3 separate regions of the Triticum aestivum genome follow, and all the other regions are linked to region 2. A link is a contact called in public Hi-C data. All regions are on one chromosome and are shown on one strand. The core of a region is the stretch at or near the end of the contact, and the rest is flanking DNA. Distances in the headings are between cores, read along the strand shown.

The links. Hi-C and Micro-C count contacts between places; a contact is called where the count stands out from the background.
Region 1: a contact with region 2 is called in a Hi-C map of leaf, with 7 times the contacts expected there. The contact joins the promoter of LOC123188066 here to the promoter of LOC123188064 in region 2. A contact is called at or near these places in 3 of 5 Hi-C or Micro-C datasets (all in leaf).
Region 3: a contact with region 2 is called in a Hi-C map of leaf, with 4 times the contacts expected there. The contact joins the promoter of LOC123188065 here to the promoter of LOC123188064 in region 2. A contact is called at or near these places in 1 of 5 Hi-C or Micro-C datasets (leaf) and 1 of 1 datasets of contacts at active chromatin or transcription factors (leaf).

The regions. Positions count from the first base shown.
Region 1 is chr2A:146,935,212-146,937,911 of IWGSC CS RefSeq v2.1, reverse strand. It overlaps LOC123188066 (probable WRKY transcription factor 3), which reads right to left and starts at 1,390. Exons shown (of 4, transcript XM_044600101.1): 1 at 1,107-1,390. The coding sequence starts at 1,286.
Region 2 is chr2A:146,528,427-146,531,130 of IWGSC CS RefSeq v2.1, reverse strand. LOC123188064 (probable mitochondrial saccharopine dehydrogenase-like oxidoreductase At5g39410) reads left to right here and starts at 1,447. Exons shown (of 2, transcript XM_044600092.1): 1 at 1,447-2,253. The coding sequence starts at 1,582.
Region 3 is chr2A:146,807,187-146,809,886 of IWGSC CS RefSeq v2.1, reverse strand. LOC123188065 (eukaryotic translation initiation factor 5A-2) reads right to left here and starts at 1,357. Exons shown (of 6, transcript XM_044600099.1): 1 at 1,088-1,357; 2 at 852-992. The coding sequence starts at 977.

The sequences.
Region 1 (2,700 bases), core at 141-2,640, 410 kb before region 2:
GCGCGACGGCCGCAGTTGACGCCGCGAAGCCTGCCAGCGGCGCAGTGGCCGAGGGCGCGACAGTCGCGGTTGACGGGGCGGCGGTGGTGTGGGCCACAAGCGCCTGCCCGGGCGAAGTAGCAGCCGGCGGGAACGCGAAGAGGGAGCCGACGCTCCGTGTCCCGATCGGCGCCTGAAGGGAGGCGGCATCCAGCGGCCTCGAGAGAAGTGCCGCGAGGGAGGCCGGCAGAAAACCGGTGGCGGTGGAGCCGGACGCAGCGGCGGACGTCATAGCAGTCGGGCGACGGCGACGGCGGGCGCGACGGCGGCGGCGGTGGCGGCGGCGGCGGCGGCGGCGGTTTAGGGTTTTTAGGCGGAAGCGGACGTAACCTAGCGTGATACCACGTAAGACAATAGGTTTTGAGGGGAACCAGCACAACCCTTTAGGGGTGGCCTATCACATATATATATAATGAGGTGGTATACAACGTTACAATATACACATGTAAATACAGTCTAACAATCACAAATCTAATCCACCATCTAAGAAACATCAGGTTCTTGGAAAGATCGCCCGCCCACTGGCTGTCCTTGTCGATTGCGATGTTTACTTATCTACATATAATTCGACCTGGTAGCACGTGAAAAAAATGGGGACGCCCAGCACGTCATGTGCAGCTGTCGGCAGGCAGAAGGCGCACATCGGCGCCCTTGACAGTTACCAATCCACGGGCCGAGGCCGACCCGCGATTAACTTGACGCACGTGCAATGCAGGCCATTCGTCCCTGGAGAAGCTGGTCCCCTTCCGGCTGGGGCGCCCAGGGCCAATAATTCCAAGGAGCACGGGGCCGCAGGCCGCGGAAATTCCGATCCCGCGGCCTAAAAATAGCAACGCGGAGGGAGCTGGGTTGGCAACAGAAACAATAGAAGGGAAATCTACCCTGTTCATGCCGATTCAGTACTATACTGGTGGACTGGTGGTATAGTAATTATTACTGCAATTGGTAGTACGTCGAGCTAGGACAGATAGTTACGTAGTGTTAATTAATAATCAATCAAACAGGACAGCGGCAGCGAGCGTGGGATTAAGGGGGGAGGGAGCTGAGATGGGATCGGCCGTCGGTACCTGGGGGTACCCGAGGAGCGGCGGAGGGGAAGGGAGCTGCGCGAGGGATAGGGGTCCCCCGAAGAAGCCGAGCGCCGACGCGGCCAGCGGCGGCTGCTCGTCGGGGAAGAGGCCGTCGAGCGCGGGCGGGGCCCAGAGGCCGCCGCCGTCGCCGATGCCTGACCACTGCCCCGCCGCCATGGGTGAGTAGAGGAGCGTAGCGTACGCGCGCGTCGGCGACGAGCGAGTGGGCTGGAGGGAAGGAGGGAGGGGGTGGGTGCTTTCTGCTGTCGGATTGGTTGCCAAGTGGGACGCTGGGTATTTATTCCCCGGGACGGGACGGGAGGCGCGAGTGGGCGAGGCAACAAGAATCGCAAGGAGGGAGCTGAATGATTGGTGGCTCGTGCCACGTCAAGGGAGGGGGGAGCCCGCGGATCCGTCGCTCCCGCCCGCAAACGGAAGCGAGACTCAGATATTTTCGGAAACCGTGGCGGAGGCATTTGCCCATTCGTTCTAAACATGGCAAGCCGGACCTTAACAGACTGACCCAGGTACCCGTCCCGTGCAAGTTAAATTTCAGGTATTCTATCTGTTATATGATGATGGTATTATGTGCTTTGGCACTTTGATTATCTGCTGTGGAGGCAGAGACGCAATCCCTTGGTGTTCAGTTTGAGAGACGTACGCCGCACGTAGTGTGTCATCCGCCCTTGCTTTCGTTGGAGACGTGATTGTAACGTGATTGGTTGTCATTTCAAATGTGTCATCCGCTAACTGTAGACGCGTTCGGCGATAAGGGGCTCGTAAGGATGTGCGCGAAGTGTTATATCAGCTTTTTCTTAGGAGTTGTACATCACTACCGTGCACGTCTATTTCTTTTTTTTTATTTGCATGTGCTTTGTGCAAAATCTGGTCGAACATATTTATAAACCCTAAACGGAAGCGAAACTCGGATATTTTCCGAAACCGTAGCGGAGATATTTGTCCGTTCGTTCTAAACATGGCAAGCCAAACCAACAGATTGAGCCAGGTGTCCGTGCAAGTTAAATTTCAGGTATTTTATCTGTTGTGATGAAGGTATTATGTGCTTTGGCACTTTGATTATCTGTTGTGGAGACAGAGACGCAATGCCTTAAGTGTTTAGTTTGCGAGACGCACGCCGCACATAGTGTGTCATCCGCCCTCGTTCTTGTTGAAGACGTGACTGTAACGTGATTGATCGTCATTCCAAGTGTGTCATCCGTTAACGGTACACATGTTCGGTGATAAGGGGCACCTAAGGATGTATCTAGAATGTGATATCAACTTTTTCTTAGAAGTTGTTTTCCTTTGGGATAATAAATTTTATGCCCCTAGTTGTGTTCCACTATGCCTTTTCCCTTTAACCGGTTGACCATCACTTTAAAAACTTCATAACAAATTCATACTAACTTAGAAAAGGAAAATAAGATATCAAAATGTTCAAAAAAACATCACCTATATATGCATATCATTTGCATTCATGAAAAAAATGTTGGAAAGTCCTCATCTCAGTTTAAGCTCATACGATCATAGCATGAACAGTAAAATATGAAACAATTGTACATTGACCAGTGTTTTGAGTGATTGTCAAGTT
Region 2 (2,704 bases), core at 198-2,697:
TTGTCAGCCTCGTCGGCTATGGTCACTAATTGCTATTGGGAATACAACTTCTATTAGGAATACTTCAAACTGTAAAATGCACATACCCGACAAGTGATATGCATATGACCTGCATCACACACAACGGACGGGTGTGATACCACCCTCACGTGGTACCATGTCCACTCGTGATTTATGGTTTCATGCCTACATATAAGGCCAACTCCACCACACGACCTCAAATCGTCCAGAGTTGTTCGTTTGGGATAAAACATGGTCCAACGGGAGCATCCAAACGGACAAAGTTGTCCGTTAGCGTCCTTTTCAGTCCAGCCTGACTCTAAATCCAGACCAAACTTGGGCCATGAATGTGCCTGGACGGACAAAAACGAACGATCTCCTCGCTTCCTCTCGTCTGCTCATGTCCACCACTGGCCCACAGGTCAGCGACCCACACCGAGCCACTCGCGACCTTGTTGCTCTTGTTGCTCCCCCGTCGGCTGCCCGCCACCCGCCGCCGCCGCATCCGCCACTACGCGCCCCGTGCCCGCCGCTATGTCCGCCGTCGCCCACCGCCACGTCCGCAGTCGCCCGCCCCGCGCCCGCCGCCGCGCGCAACAGAAGCTGGATGCTAGTTAGCTAGCTAGCTAATACTAGTGCGTGTGCATCAGCAGCTGGGTGGTAGCTAGCTAGCTAAACTAGCGCGTGCGCAGCGGCGTGCTAGCACCAGCTCCGTGGCGTGGCTGCGCAGGCGTGACGCCGCAGCGGCGAGGCGTGGCGGGGTGGCCACGACGGAGGAGCTGAGGACGGGGCGGGACGGCGGCGAGGCAGAGGAGCTCGGGGTGGGGACGCACATTTCACGCGGCCCTGCACATCGCCACGCTCCCCTGGACGCGCCCCGCGCTGGAGGGCGACGGGACGGCAGCCCATGAACGGGCCGCAGCTGGAGATGCAACCAGGACCGGCGAGGGCGCGACTGAGGGTGCCGGCGAGGTGGGTCGGGGCGACGGCGGCGAGCTGCTACGCTGGCGCGGCAGCGGCGAGGCGGGGCAGAGCGGCCGCGACGAAGGAGCTGATGAGGGCGGGGCGGAACGGCGACGAGGCGGAGAAGCTCGGCACGGGGCGGAGGAGATCGGGACGGGGCGTATCCGTTTGAGGTCAGGACGGCTCGTACGCGTTGGGCGCGGATGCTCCAAGCGCTTGTCCGGAGGTGGACGTCCGCCAAATCGCACTCTAACGGACGTCCAAAAGACAGAAGCGGACGTTCATTTGGGGTCGTGCGATGGAGTTGGCCTAATATTCTTATTGTGACTGATGCTCGAGCAACACCACACCTGCTTTTTTTCAGATCGAGCTCCACACCTGCTAGCAAACCAACTGCGCATTGCATGCAAATTACCAGCAGCGAACAGCCACCTACCTGCAAGCTACGCACAACAAAACGCTGCGAGATCAGGCTTGAAAACGTGACGGCGTCCCTTCCCACAGCAACGTCAAAAGCGGTCGCACCGAGCAGGAGAAGCCAAGCCAAGCCGCCTCGCACCAGTTCTCAGTCCAACTCCAACGCGCCGCACCCGAGCGAGAGCCCAAACCCCCTCTCCCATGGCGGCGCCGGTGCCGCCGGGGCCGGAGGTGTTCGACGTCGTCATCTTCGGGGCCTCGGGCTTCACCGGCAAGTACGTCATCCGCGAGGCGCTCAAGTTCCTGCCCCCCAACTCCTCCCCACTCCGCACCCTCGCGCTCGCCGGCCGTAGCCGGGACCGCGTCGCCGCCGCGCTTCGCTGGGCGGCCGCGCCGGGGCCCGCCCCCGACGTCCCCATCCTCTTCGCCGACGCCTCCGACCCGGCCTCCCTCGCCGCGGTCGCCGCGCGGGCGCGCGTCCTGCTCTCCTGCGCTGGGCCCTTCCGCCTCCACGGCCGCCAGGTGGCCGCGGCCTGCGCCGAGGCGGGGGCCGACTGCCTCGACATCTCCGGCGAGCCCGAGTTCATGGAGCGCGTCGAGGCCGACCTCCACGAGGTCGCCGCCAGGAACGGGTCGCTGATTGTCTCCGCCTGCGGGTTTGACTCCATCCCCGCGGAGCTCGGGTTCTTGTTCAACTCCAGGCAGTGGAAGCCGCCCTCCGCGCCGCTGAGCGTGGTCGCCTACGTCAACCTGGAGTCGGACAGGAAGATCGTCGGGAACTTCGGCACGTTTCAGTCGGCCGTTCTCGGCGTGGCCAACGCCAGCGAGCTGCAGGCACTGCGCCGGTCCAGGCCAAGGCCGGCAAAGCCCAAGGTGAGTTACTACATTTCTTACATTGCAGTTTCGGAATTGATTTACTTATTTCATCACAGCAATCTGCTTGGATGGTAGTGATTCATGAGGGGATTAACAGTACCCCATCATAGGGATGAAACTAGAAGCTGGGGCACATCTAGATGTGCTCTAGTTAGTGCACATCTAAGTGACTCTATCAACATAAAAAGAGAAGGAAAAAGAAAAGAGAAAATACCCGCACAAATCTCCGCGTACAATCAATGACATAGAACTTATATGTGCAATACTTATGGCACATCTAGATGTGCTTTAGCAAACCCGTAGAAACTAATAAATTCAATTAGAAGGAGGAATTATGTCTTTCCTTATCCTGACTTTCATGATGAACGAACATACCGTAACACTGCTAATTGATAGCTTTGTTGGGCCAGATCCCTGATCCTTGTCTTTGCACCTACGAAAATCCTAT
Region 3 (2,700 bases), core at 108-2,607, 280 kb before region 2:
AAGGACAGCAATCACCATGGCACAACAAGCTAGATAAACATGGATAAATTAGTTTTAGCTTTTGAGTCAATTAACTGATTGTCCCTTACAAATTACAAGAAACAGACCAAATTTATGATCGAGGATTTCTTTGGAGAAGTCAAGGCAATAGATTGAGAAAGAAAGGTATTGTTTCCTTCGGAAGTTAGGTCTATGCACATGCAGGAAGCTTAAAATCTCCATCATATTCCATCCAAACATGTCGACAGTGCCCCTTACACTTCGATTACAATCTTAACTTTCTGACACGGAATAGCCAAATCACCCACTGTACAGATATAGTTTAAAGAGCCTGAGTGGAAATCCCTTTTTTGTTTTGGTTATCAAACTATTTCTACCCCGCAAAATACTAGGAAAATATTATTAAGATTACAGGAATAATGGACGTTAGCAAGTTTGGTTGTACAATAAAACATGTTTCTTAAAAGTTATCCCATCACATGATTTTTGTTTGGATCACAGGAAAGGGGATAGTACATCTTCCCCTGTTTCAAGACCCTCCTAATTAATCGTGCACAGTGCAGGGCAGATAGTGGCGAACATGGTCAAAATAGCTCCCCGCCCCTATAAATAACAACTCCACCCTTTTCCCTGGGGTCACCACCGATATGTCAACAAGTCAATCCACACTGATACGAAACGGAACCATCCGACGACAGCTCCCAAGCATTCTCAAACAGAAATAGCAGCATCCGGAGATAGCAACATCAGTATTCCTACATAGTACGGCGGCCATGAAGAGCAGCATCGGAATTGCGATCACACACACACACACAACCATCCAGCCGGGATCGAGGCAAGCAAATCCGTACCTTGCAGGGGCGGTTCTTGATGACGAGGAAGCCGCCCTTCCGGATGGCGCCGGCCTGCATAGGGTAGGTCTTGGACGCCCCGGCATCGGCCTTGGACTCGAAGTGGTGGTCCTCGGAGTCCGACATGGCGACCTTAATCACCTGCTAACAACAAGAAACCAAATACGAGCAACGAGATTAAGCTTCGAAGCTCCCAAATCAAGAAAGCTCGGCCAAATTCGGAACTGAATCGATACCCTGAATTCACCTGGGCTGGATGATGGATCAGGACGCGCGAGGAGGAGGAGGGAGGGAGGAAGGGGCGCTGATGATGATAAGTGATAAGCTCGCGCCGAATCCTAGGGTTCCAGCGCATTTATAGCACTGACAGCACGTGCTCCGGCCACACCTACCTACCTGCCTTTGCTGAGGATGACGGTGGGGTTGGAGATGGTGAGGGCCCGCGTCTCGGTGGAAGAGGACTTTTGTGAAGAGGTGGAGAGATCGGAGCCGTCGGTTTGGTCGAGGGATGGCTACAGGTGTACGGCTGCGGAAGGCAGGAATATCTTCGCGTTCGAACCACGCCATGAGGCGGCTCGAGCATCTTCCTCTCTGTTCTTTTCTCTGCTTTTCTTCTCCCTTTTTATGGCTTCTTTTCGCTGATCGGTGATCAGAAAACTCAAGTCAAATATCTAATTCCGATAGGATAGGGATTCCTTGGGAGGACGTCAGAGTGCACTACTCAGATTGGGATGATTGTTGCGTTGGATTGCGTATTCACATACGTGGTTAAAAAGAATGGGAATTGTTATTTGGCTGAGCGCTTCCCTTCGGAGGGCATGGCAAAATGAATGTTTTATCACTATTTATGTTGTCGTGAGGATGAAAAATTCCTTTGCCAAGCACGGCAAAGCCTGACAAAAAAACTTACGACTACGTAAACTGTCATAAAACAGTTTGTTGTGTCATGCCCTTCCAGAGAATGTTTGCTGGTTATGAAAACCCTAAAATTAACTGCACTAGCATAATGCTTTCCGCAGTACAAACCACAAAATTAGTTAAAATAAATTTGATAGTAGTATATATTACAATCAATGCACTTATAACACCGGAAAGAGAAACTCAAGCAAGCAGGCAACACTGCATTTGCGAGCACCGATTTGTGGCGGCAAAACCATAGCTAGATTGATTAGGACAAGGGGCGGCCGGTGGAGAGGGGTTGGGAAAGAGTGGCGACTGGTGGATGCATATTGGGGAGAAGCCATGACAGGAATTATTTGTACTTGATGGGTTGCCTCGTTCGGTTGTGCCATGATAAAAGAACTACCCACTGACATATACTTACAAAATACTTACTCAACCTGCTTGTTTTATCGTTATGGGTGTAGAGGCATGTGTGAGGATCAAAGCTTCCTAACTGCATTATTTACGGTTTTATGGGGAAACCTAAGGGGCATGATGTGTTCTAAATGGATAAGAGGGGTTGGGATGGAGTAGGGAGTAAACTCAAATCAAAGGAGTCTGATGGGTTCTATATGGATAGGGACTAAGGAGAATGAGGTGGAGTGGAGAGTTAAATCTTCCAAACTGGATGGGTCTGGTGGGTTCTACATAAGTTGGGGTGGAGTGCGAAATGAACTCACCACCACCACCAGTTCCCAGGTTATATCTATACTGTTATAAAGCGTATTAGTTTTGATGGAACTCAAACATCAATCTTTATCGTTAGTCTTCTAAATCTAGCGGCTGGGAGTTTGTGGGATTCACGATGAATAGCAGCCTACTGCTATTTGTTCTATAGACACCGATATTTCCTCTTAACAAAGTGGGCCCATGCATCTTGGATCAAGTTGGGTAGGTGATGAGCGTC